Linked DNA regions of Mus musculus: region 1 is linked to region 2. The links are chromatin contacts, called in public promoter capture Hi-C maps. All regions are on one chromosome and are shown on one strand. Each heading gives the region's core, a stretch centred on a gene start, on an enhancer-like site or on the middle of the called end of the contact. The rest is flanking DNA. Distances are from core to core; before and after follow the strand shown. Region 1 holds the start of 4930533K18Rik (RIKEN cDNA 4930533K18 gene). Region 2 has its middle 33 kb from the start of Gm40689.

Region 1 (5,946 bases), core at 2,521-5,020, 70 kb after region 2:
CTTTGGGAGTTGCATATCAGGTATTTACATTATGATTCATAACAGTAGCAAGATTACAGTTATGCAGTAGCAATGAGATAATTTTATGGTTGAGGCGGGGGTCATCACAACACAAGGAACTGCTTTAAAGGGTCACAGGGTTAGGAAGGTTAAGAACCACTGGTCTCTACTGACCCCATTGCTCTTTGTCTCTAATGTTTCATTTGCTAACCCAGTGCCTTAGGGTTCCACTGTTCTCTGTAAACAGCAGAGGGATTATGCCCTATAGAGAATGTATATGCTTTTTGGGTAGCATACAAAATACTGGGCTTCACTGTGATATTTCCATACATGCATATCATTCACACTGCATCTCCCTCCCATCTCTGCCCATCCCCTTTCTCGCCACAGTGTTATTGGATTTTATAATCCTAATAAGCCCATATGAAAGACAGGCAATCCAGATACTTTAATGATAAACCACGTGCCTCATTGGGAAGATCTAGGGCTATGCTTTATGTGTTTATAAAAAGATAAAGAGGTATAAGGTATGTTCTATGGGGGTGTGGTGAGGTATGGGGAAAGGGGGTGTCTCAGGGGCCCATGCCAAGGCATCCCTTCCCCCTGAGGGACCAGCCACATGATGCTATAGCATAGAATACAGTTTATTTAGGGCATGGGGAGGGGAGTTAGGAGAGTAGTAGAGGCAGAGAAAGGCAGAGAGCAGGAGGGAGTACAGAAGTAGAGGCCGGCCTTGAGAAGGTGGATAGAGGGGGAAGGGAGGGTGGGAGAGAAGAGCCCAAGAGAGCAGTAAAGAAGCAAGAGTATGAGAGACATGAAAGAGAAGAGGGGGCAAGCAGCCAGGTGGGCCAGGCCTACCTGGCTGTTGCTAGGTAACTGTGGGACGAGCTTAGACAGAATGCTAACAATACTAACTTATTCCCCAGCTATAAGGCCCTTTGTTACTTGCTGTTTCTCCTGGTCACTTGGTTCTGGTCCATGGTGGCTTCCTCTTCCTTCATCTTCTTTCCCTCTTTCTCTCTCCCTCCCCCTCCCCCTCTCCCCCCCCCCCCCCCCCAACTCCCTACCACCCCGTCTCAAGCCTCCAGTCCCACCTTTCCTCTCCACTGCTCAATCACAGGCTCTAGACTTTTATTGACCAGTTAAATTGGGGAGAAAGTTCACATGACATCACCTGAGTATGTGATGGTCTGCTCCTGGGTGTGTGTGTGTGTGTGTGTGTGTGTGTGAAGAAATGGGGCAAGCACATCTTGAGGAACCAGTATTTGAATTAGAATACAAGCAGCATCAGGCCAACCCACTGGACCACAGTCTCCCTACTGTTTTTTAATTTTTTTTTAAATTAAATTTTTTTACTTTTACTTTTTATTAGATTTTTTAAATTTATATTTTAAATGTTAGCCCCTTTCCTGGTTTCCCCACTGAAAACCTCTTATCCCCTCCCCCCTCTCCCTGCTCACCCACCCACCCACTCCTGCTTCCTGGCCCTGGCATTCCCCTACAGGGGAGTAGGAGAGATAGACCCTTCACAGGACCAAGGGACTCTCCTCCCATTGATGCCCAACAAGGCCATCCTCTGTTACATATGCAACTGGAGTCATGGGTCCCACTGTGTGTAATCTTTGGTTGGTGGTTTAGTCCCTGGGAGCTCTGGGAGTACTGGTTGGTTCATATTGATGTTTCTCCTATGGGGCTGCAAACCCTTTCAGCTCCTTGGGTCCTTTCCTAGTTCCTCCATTGGGGATCTTGTGCTCTGTCCAATGGTTGGGCTGTGAGCATCCACCTCTGTATTTGTCAGGTACTGGTAGATCCTCTCAGGAGAGAGCTATAACAGGCTTCAGTCAGCAAGTACTTGTTGGCATCCATAATAGTGTCTGGGTTTGGTGACTGTATATGGGATGGATCCCCAGGTGGGGCAGTCTCTGGATGGTCATAGCTTCAGTCTCTGCTCCACATTTTGTCGCTGTAACTCCTTCCATGGGTATTTTGTTCCCCCTTCTAAGAAGGACCGAAGTATCCCTTCTGCTTTAATGTCATGTGTTTCAATTTAGATTATGAAAGTGAATTTAATATCACTTCCTCTTCCTCCATCACCCTCTGAACAGCCTAAGAGTTCTCCTTTCCTTCCCTTTAAACTTTAGCTTCCCTATCATGGTCTGTGCATCTTTAATTTGTTTTTGTTTTTTTTCAGATTTGTAAATAAAACTTAAGTTAGCATGCAGAATACTGGGTTTCAAGATGGCATTTTTTTACACCCATTAATTCTGCTTTGCTCTCTTTCCTATATAATTATCTTTAAATCAGAGTCCACACGTGGTGCTTATGGTAGTTGTCTTTATGAGTCTGGCTTATTTCACTATTAATTCTTGCATACCGATTTTATTTTTCCTTTGGTTTTTTTGTTTTGTTTTGTTTGTTTATTTGGTTTTGGTCTTTGAGATGGGGCCACAGCTTGCTCTGTGACAAGGAAGACCTTGAACGTCTCTTCCCCTGCCTCTGCTACTTCACTGCTGTGATTACAGATGCGTGAACTAACATACCTGGTTATGCAAGTTGGGGATCACACTCGGGACTTCCTGTACGCCATGCAGCCACGCCACCATCCAACTCACGTTCCCAGCCCTCGTGTGTTTGCTCGGTATCCTGCAACTTCACTGAAAGAGTTTGTCAGACCTGTTCAGCATTTTCTGGTGGATTCTTCAGGGGTGTTTGAGTATTGGAACATGGCATGTGCATAAGACTGCTTTGGCTTTCTGTATTTAAATGTATTTATTGGCTTCTTCTGCCTTACTATTTCATACAACTTCCAGTAGGATCCTGAGTATGAATGGAGAGAGTAGGCACCCTTGTCTCATTCCTGGGTTTCCTCTAAACATTTCCACAGTCAGTATAATGTTGGCTATAGATTAGTCTTTTTTTTTTCCCCAAAGATTTATTTATTATATGTAAGTACACTGTAGCTGTCTTCAGACACCCCAGAAGAGGGCATCAGATCTCATTACGGGTGATTGTGAGCCACCATGTGGTTGCTGGGATTTGAACTCAGAACCTTTGGAAGAGCAGTCAGTGCTCTTAACCGCTGAGCTATCTCTCCAGCCCTAGATTAGTCTTATATAGCCTTTGCTGCCTTGAGGTGTGTTTCCTCTGCTTCTGGGTTTTTTTGGAGGCTTTTACCATAAGACCTTGGTAAACTTGGTCAGTGACCTCTTCCACAATGATAGGGTCCTATGATTTCCATCCTCAGGTCTGTTAATGACTGTGCTAAAATCTTGATTTGTGTTATGTTGAACTTTCCTTGACCCCTGAAATGATACCCACTTGGTCATGAAGTATCACCTTAACGTGTTATCTAATGTGCTTTTCAAGTATTCTGAAAAGAATTTTCTTTCCCACCTGAGCTTATCAGGGACATTGTTCTATGTTCTTGCCATGGCTGTTGGGTCCATGTCCATGTTGGGTGCTGGTTTTGGGCAAAGGCATCTTTTCTGAGAGAAGAAGCCTTATCTCTAGAACCTGCAGACAGGTTAGTGAGGAGTAATATCCACATACACACATATGTGGGTCATATCCACAGGAGGTTTTACAAGGGGTGATGTTTGTATCTATTTCTAGGCTTCCTTTTTTTAGGTAACAAACGTATCACCAGAGCCAATCATCAAGCGGTTCAGTGTTCCTGCATGATGTCAGGTGATGCTCAGAAAGAGAACTCCATTGTGAAGTCACAAGGACTCTTCATGGTTCACCAGATGAAGTCTCAGAACTTAGAGAATGCATTCAGATACACCCTGGATTATATATAAGATGCTAAATTGAAGTCTTGATGTCCTCCAGCTTCCATTTACTAGACCAGGGGCAGTGGCCAGGAATGAACCCTATGGAGCATCATCCTTGGAACCAGGTCACTTGATGAACACAGTCTGTAGCTTCAATGACTGGCTTAAGGTGATCACCCAAATTCTAAAGTCACAGTGCATCTCTAAAGTGCAGCAATGCGTGCTTCTCTAGGTCTTCCCTCCTTGGTCCTAAAGAGCCACTAACCACCAAACACCGCTCTTGCTGCCCAACTGTACTTCTTTATGAAGTGTATGGCTTGTCCTGCAACCTGTTCTGGGTTCTACTCGGAGTCCTATCAACATTCTCTACTTTGGATCAAGCTACTGAGGCAGATTTTTTTTTCCCCTACAAGGAGCTGTTTATGTGATTCAAGTGTCAATTTTGACTCCCTGGCTTCTCACTATGGTCCAGATGTGAGCCTGTCCTTCACATGATCCTTAGGAATTCTTAAGTTAAAAGTTCCCCTCCATCTCCATATTGATGGTACTTTCTGCTGCATAGCCTTGTCTCTACTCTTCTTATCATACTAAGATTTTATTGTAAATCTCGTATAATTTTTTTAGTGACTTCTGTCTTAGTTAAGGTTTTACTGCTGTGAAGAGACACCATGACCAAGGCAGCTCTTATAAGGACATTTAATTGGGTCTAGCTTACAGGTTCAGAGGTTCAGTCCATTATCATCAAGGTAGGAACATGGCAGCATCCAGGCAGGCATGATACAGGAGGAGCTGAGAATTCTACAGCTTCATCTGAAGGCCGCTAGCAGAATAATGGCTTCCAGACAACTAGGATGAGGGTCTTAAAGCCCACACCCACAGTGGCACACCTACTCTAACAAGTGCCAAGCATATACAAACCATCACATCTTCCTTATGTCATGTCTTTCTAGAAACAACTCTGCAAGGAACATCTGGAGGACATATGGAGAAACAGATACTGCTATAATCAAAATTACTTTTGGCCTCTGAGTTCAACTATTTGGCTTGACTTGGCTTGGCTTGGCATGGCTTGAGAACCAAGCTCCCTCTTCTGGCTACCGAGTCTTTCCTGCCCAGGGCTTCGTGAAACAGTCCTCAAGGCTCCAAACAAATCCAGCTCATTGTCAGAGTTAGGTTTTGAGGGTCTGGCCCCGGAAACATTTTGGTCAGGAAGGGAGCCCACATGACTGATGGATGACTTTATATCTCACTATCTGACCATGGATGTTTGGTTGATATTCAAAAAAGCTTCTTCTGATGCTTCTGGAATATTGTAATCGTAACCATCTTTAAAAGCTGTTTCTTTAGAGGTGACATCTTTGCAGGTCCTTATCCTCCCTAAGCTGGTCTAGCCTTAGCTAATGCTTCTTATGAAAATTCATCTGAATTGAGTGATGGAGCTTGGCTTAAGCTAGTATCCGGCCTGAAGAACTGTTAAACTTTTCCTGGTTAAACTTCTCTTACATTGGTCTATAGTTGAAGGTGGTAGATGACACACGAACTCTTTCATTGTCTCCTTCCATCCGTGTGGATGTGGCTGGAGTTAAGCCTCAGGTGACACAGACTCTTCAAACTTTGAGTCCAGTTGATGATCTGAGGAATCAAAGACAACTTAAGTGATACAGAGGTCTGAGAAGCACCAATGACCTAAAATTTCAGTCATCCTTCAAGGGGAAGTACACACTATACTGTTTGGAAGTTGTGGTCATGTCATCTTTCATGATTGGGCAAGCCTGCTTTTGTACACAAAAGAAATGTAGGCCCAGTAAAGTTAAGTTCAAGTTCTGAGGAAGGGCCCTCACTAGAAGCTCAGAAACCTGAGAGAACACACCCTGTAGTGACTTCAAAGACTTTCTTGCTGGACTTTGGTTTTCTGGGAGCCAAGGCATTCATAGGATTCTGGCCAACAAAAGAAGTTGGTCTCAGAATCTCAGACTTTCATTCCTGGTGAATTTCCACACAAAGCATCAGAACCATGTTTTCATTTTAATTAGAAGAGTGATTCATGACCTCAAGGAAATAAAACACTTGAAATAAAACACAGAAGACGACAAAAGGCCCTGTCGGCTAGTGAGAGCCACTCTCAGTGCGGGTTCATTTTATTTTAGCACTTTCTGTGGGTCTGAACTGAAAC
Region 2 (5,843 bases), core at 2,663-5,162:
AACTTTAAGTCAGTGGGGTCTACAGATAGCCACAGAAAAGGTCCAAATTTCTGATACAGGACAATTCTTGGGCTCTGTGGTGTCCCCAGATAAGATTGTGCCCCAAAAGGTAGAGATAAGAAGAGATCACCTCCATACCTTAAATGATTTTCAAAAGCTGTTGGGAGATATTAATTGGCTCAGACCTTTTTTAAAGATTCCTTCCGCTGAGTTAAGGCCTTTGTTTAGTATTTTAGAAGGAGATCCTCATATCTCCTCCCCTAGGACTCTTACTCTAGCTGCTAACCAGGCCTTACAAAAAGTGGAAAAGGCCTTACAGAATGCACAATTACAACGTATTGAGGATTCGCAGCCTTTCAGTTTGTGTGTCTTTAAGACAGCACAATTGCCAACTGCAGTTTTGTGGCAGAATGGGCCATTGTTGTGGATCCATCCAAACGTATCCCCAGCTAAAATAATAGATTGGTATCCTGATGCAATTGCACAGCTTGCCCTTAAAGGCCTAAAAGCAGCAATCACTCACTTTGGGCAAAGTCCATATCTTTTAATTGTACCTTATACCGCTGCACAGGTTCAAACCTTGGCAGCCGCATCTAATGATTGGGCAGTTTTAGTTACCTCCTTTTCAGGAAAAATAGATAACCATTATCCAAAACATCCAATCTTACAGTTTGCCCAAAATCAATCTGTTGTGTTTCCACAAATAACAGTAAGAAACCCACTTAAAAATGGGATTGTGGTATATACTGATGGATCAAAAACTGGCATAGGTGCCTATGTGGCTAATGGTAAAGTGGTATCCAAACAATATAATGAAAATTCACCTCAAGTGGTAGAATGTTTAGTGGTCTTAGAAGTTTTAAAAACCTTTTTAGAACCCCTTAATATTGTGTCAGATTCCTGTTATGTGGTAAATGCAGTAAATCTTTTAGAAGTGGCTGGAGTGATTAAGCCTTCCAGTAGAGTTGCCAATATTTTTCAGCAGATACAATTAGTTTTGTTATCTAGAAGATCTCCTGTTTATATTACTCATGTTAGAGCCCATTCAGGCCTACCTGGCCCCATGGCTCTGGGAAATGATTTGGCAGATAAGGCCACTAAAGTGGTGGCTGCTGCCCTATCATCCCCGGTAGAGGCTGCAAGAAATTTTCATAATAATTTTCATGTGACGGCTGAAACATTACGCAGTCGTTTCTCCTTGACAAGAAAAGAAGCCCGTGACATTGTTACTCAATGTCAAAGCTGCTGTGAGTTCTTGCCAGTTCCTCATGTGGGAATTAACCCACGCGGTATTCGACCTCTACAGGTCTGGCAAATGGATGTTACACATGTTTCTTCCTTTGGAAAACTTCAATATCTCCATGTGTCCATTGACACATGTTCTGGCATCATGTTTGCCTCTCCGTTAACCGGAGAAAAAGCCTCACATGTGATTCAACATTGTCTTGAGGCATGGAGTGCTTGGGGGAAACCCAGACTCCTTAAGACTGATAATGGACCAGCTTATACGTCCCAAAAATTTCAGCAGTTCTGCCGTCAGATGGACGTAACCCACCTGACTGGACTTCCATACAACCCTCAAGGACAGGGTATTGTTGAGCGTGCGCATCGCACCCTCAAAGCCTATCTTATAAAACAGAAGAGGGGAACTTTTGAGGAGACTGTACCCCGAGCACCAAGAGTGTCGGTGTCTTTGGCACTCTTTACACTCAATTTTTTAAATATTGATGCTCATGGCCATACTGCGGCTGAACGTCATTGTTCAGAGCCAGATAGGCCCAATGAGATGGTTAAATGGAAAAATGTTCTTGATAATAAATGGTATGGCCCGGATCCTATCTTGATAAGATCCAGGGGAGCTATCTGTGTTTTCCCACAGAATGAAGACAACCCATTTTGGGTACCAGAAAGACTCACCCGAAAAATCCAGACTGACCAAGGGAATACTAATGTCCCTCGTCTTGGTGATGTCCAGGGCGTCAATAATAAAGAGAGAGCAGCGTTGGGGGATAATGTCGACATTTCCACTCCCAATGACGGTGATGTATAATGCTCAAGTATTCTCTTGCTTTTTTACCACTAACTGGGAACTGGGTTTGGCCTTAATTCAGACAGCCTTGGTTCTGTCTGGACAGGTCCAGATGACTGACACCATTAACACTTTGTCAGCCTCAGTGACTACAGTCATAGATGAACAGGCCTCAGCTAATGTCAAGATACAGAGAGGTCTCATGCTGGTTAATCAACTCATAGATCTTGTCCAGAAACAACTGGATGTATTATGACAAATAACTCAGCAGGGATGTGAACAAAAGTTTCCGGGATTGTGTGTTATTTCCATTCAGTATGTTAAATTTACTAGGACAGCTAATTTGTCAAAAAGTCTTTTTCAGTATATGTTACAGAATTGGATGGCTGAATTTGAACAGATCCTTCGAGAATTGAGACTTCAGGTCAACTCCACGCGCTTGGACCTGTCTCTGACCAAAGGATTACCCAATTGGATCTCCTCAGCATTTTCTTTCTTTAAAAAATTGGGTGGGATTAATATTATTTGGAGATACACTTTGCTGTGGATTAGTGTTGCTTCTTTGATTGGTCTGTAAGCTTAAGGCCCAAACTAGGAGAGACAAGGTGGTTATTGCCCAGGCGCTTGCAGGACTAGAACATGGAGCTTCCCCTGATATATGGTTATCTATGCTTAGGCAATAGGTCGCTGGCCACTCAGCTCTTATATCTCACGAGGCTAGACTCATTGCACGAGATAGAGTGAGTGTGCTTCAGCAGCCCGAGAGAGTTGCAAGGCTAAGCACTGCAGTAGAAGGGCTCTGCGGCACATATGAGCCTATTCTAGGGAGACATGTCATCTTTCAAGAAGGTTCAGTGTCCTAGTTCCCTTCCCCCAGGCAAAACGACACGGGAGCAGGTCAGGGTTGCTCTGGGTAAAAGCCTGTGAGCCTAAGAGCTAATCCTGTACATGGCTCCTTTACCTACACACTGGGGATTTGACCTCTATCTCCACTCTCATTAATATGGGTGGCCTATTTGCTCTTATTAATAGAAAAGGGGGAACTGTGGGAAGCCGCCCCCACATTCGCCGTCACAAGATGGCGCTGACATCCTGTGTTCTAAGTTGGTAAACAAATAATCTGCGCATGAGCCAAGGGTATTTACGACTACTTGTACTCTGTTTTTCCCGTGAACGTCAGCTCGGCCATGGGCTGCAGCCAATCAGGGAGTGATGCGTCCTAGGCAATTGTTGTTCTCTTTAAAGAGGGAAGGGGGTTTCGTTTTCTCTCTCTCTTGCTTCGCTCTCTCTTGCTTCTTACACTCTGGCCCCATAAGATGTAAGCAATAAAGCTTTGCCGTAGAAGATTCTGGTTGTTGTGTTCTTCCTGGCCGGTCGTGAGAACGCGTCGAATAACATTCAGGAAGTCTCCATCTTAAAGATACTTTGAGCCCAGGACAGCAGGAGTTCTTGGGTGCTGAGCTTGTAGTCTCGTGTATAGAGATTTGCAGTGACTTCCTTGTACCTGGGATTCCTTTAATCTGAATAAAATTTGCTCTGAGGAAAAGCCTGCTGAGGTCATGGAAATGGGTAACTAAGGCACATTCTAAGTACCATGTGACTACCCATTTCTAAGACCAGGTATTCATGGGAACCAAACTATGTGGACAGCCTGTACTTCTGAGGTAAGCCAAGGGACAAGTGTTCCTCAGCTTCCACAGACTTCATGACATACAGCTTCAGGAGTTTATTCTCGTACCATTCTGGAGGTCAGACGTCTCAAACGGGTCCCCGGGTGGGGGACGGCTTTAGGGGATAAGTTGTTCATATTTCCCCAGCTTCTAGGTGCTGTCTACAAGTGTTACTTTGTAGCTCTGGGATCTCTGCATTCAAAATCACACTACCTTCACTGTGACCGTTCCGCTTCTCTTGTGATGACTCTGAGCTCAGTCAGCTAATACAGTACATTTTCACCATCTGACGTCTATTTATCACGTTTCAAAGTCACTTTTGTCAGGTATGGGGACCAGAGATGAGACCGTGGGCGTGTCTGGGGTGATGTTATCCAATCCACTGTGGCCTCTAAAGACAAAGGGTATTTCAATCTCCCAAGGTTTCAGTCCTTCCTCGCCTCTGTGCCTTCTCCTCTTCTACACCGCCTCTCCCGTTCTTGCACTCAGTTCTTTATCTGGATTCCAAGCCTGAGTCATCGTTTCTGGGCTCGCCTTTCCTCCCACGGGCACTAAGACTTTGGTAGCTGGGCTCTGCTTCCAGACACTCTCCCTTACTCATCCCTGCGCATCTGGCGCCACTGCTGGGGGACCCACTGGGAAGCTGGGTGCCTACTCAGAGATGTTTGCGTCAGGCTCTCAAGGCAAGACTTAGTCACTGAGATCTTTATTTGGGCCATAGGATTGCAAGTTTTTGATTGCTTAACTTGGGGAGGCTGAACCTAAAAATAAAGGAGTCTGTTCTTTCTGGCTGGAGTTTTGGAGGCATTCTGGTAACTGAGGCAGGTCGGGGACAGAGTGTGGGGGATTTCCTTGCCACTTGAACGGTAAACTCATCCAGTTCCACAGGATCTAGAAAATGTATAATTGCTGCTTTGCCACACCTTTAATCTAAAACCTTCCAAGAAGCACAGGTTAACAGGCTCAGATTCCAATGGGGGTGTTCCTGCGGGTGGAAAGGGCAACCATGTAACTAAATAGGAAAGACAAAGAGAAATGAAACTCTGGGTGTACAGAGGCTTGTCTTTCCCTTCCACAGCTAAGACAGATATCACTCATCAGCGAAGCATGGCTCCCGGCCACGCCACCCTTAAGGGCTTTGGTGGGAATTCTTGCCAGACACTACCATTCTGCTAAAGGCAACAAAATGAAGCTGTGTGAAATGTTCCCACAAGACAGTCCTTGGCTCTCTAGATCCCTGCAGGCAAGCACTAAGGGTTTTTCTTCTTCTGACTGCAGTCCAGCACAAAAGAGATGAGATTGCAGTTTCTGCAGCTGGGAGAAGGCTCAGAGGAACAGATTTCTCCTCCTCCCTCTTGTCCATTGGAAGACTGGGTTGGGGAAGCTGTCATTTGCTGCCTTCGGCTCCTCCCTGAGTAATGGGTTTGTGTGTGTGTGTGTGTGTGTGTGTGCGTGTGTATGTGTGTGTGTGTTTTACCCCCTTCTCCTCTGTGAAACCTCTGTGCTTTGAATTCCTGCATTAAATACACAGCCCAATTTTTGACATGATTATTATCATTATCATCACCATCGTTGTCATTGTAGTCCTCGTCGTTGTCATCATCATCATCATCGTCATCATTTTTTGACTAAGTAGCTCTGGATATTTCCTCAAGAAGGAATGCAGCTATATCCTCCAGAGCTCCCTTTCCAGAGAAGGCTTGACAGTGTTGTCAAACTCTTCAGAGGCAAGGAAGCATAAGAAACAGACTCATCCATACCTGTCTCTCTATCACCTTATGGTTTCTGCTCACAGTGCGCAAGCAGCGCAGCAGCAGCAGCAGCAGCGTCAGAGGTTAGCAGACACCCTACTGTGTTTTGACAGGTGCTTCTCCATTAAGGCTTCTGATTGCCTGGCCTAATTGGGGGCTACACTTCTGCTCCACAAACATGGCTTCTCTGCTCCTCCCTCCTTATATCAGGGCTGCTGGTGAAGAGAGAACTCTGAGCTCAAACAGCTCTGTGACAGACAAGCCAGCCTGGCTGACATGGGAGGAGAAGATAGCAACTCCAGGCGCTGTGCAATTGCTCTCTATTCAAAGAAAATGATCTATGTGGCTTGCAGCTGGTTCCCAAACATCTTAGCTAGGACCCAGGGAGAGTGA

Evidence for each region. Promoter capture Hi-C pulls out the DNA fragments that hold promoters and counts their contacts.
Region 1: a contact with region 2 is called in a promoter capture Hi-C map of 3T3-L1-derived adipocytes, with 4 times the contacts expected there. The contact joins the promoter of 4930533K18Rik here to the enhancer-like site in region 2. A contact is called at or near these places in 6 of 39 promoter capture datasets (the 3T3-L1 cell line, 3T3-L1-derived adipocytes, cranial neural crest and 2 more), 1 of 15 datasets of contacts at CTCF or cohesin (the NIH/3T3 cell line), 10 of 484 Hi-C or Micro-C datasets (the HL-1 cell line, adipose-derived mesenchymal stem cells and embryonic stem cells), 5 of 115 datasets of contacts at active chromatin or transcription factors (embryonic stem cells and heart atrium) and 1 of 9 other capture datasets (embryonic stem cells).

What each region holds. Positions count from the first base shown.
Region 1 is chr10:70,864,871-70,870,816 of GRCm38.p6, forward strand. It overlaps 4930533K18Rik (RIKEN cDNA 4930533K18 gene), which reads left to right and starts at 3,771. Exons shown (of 6, transcript NR_166097.1): 1 at 3,771-3,942.
Region 2 is chr10:70,795,114-70,800,956 of GRCm38.p6, forward strand. No RefSeq gene overlaps it. Among named protein-coding and RNA genes, the nearest start is that of Gm40689, 33 kb to the right of the region's middle. Within about 2 kb of position 3,913, at least 89 of the 459 cell types and tissues checked have an H3K27ac peak or open chromatin away from gene starts, as enhancers often do. A contact at or near this core is called in 3T3-L1-derived adipocytes, the HL-1 cell line, the NIH/3T3 cell line and 1 more, where this site is marked.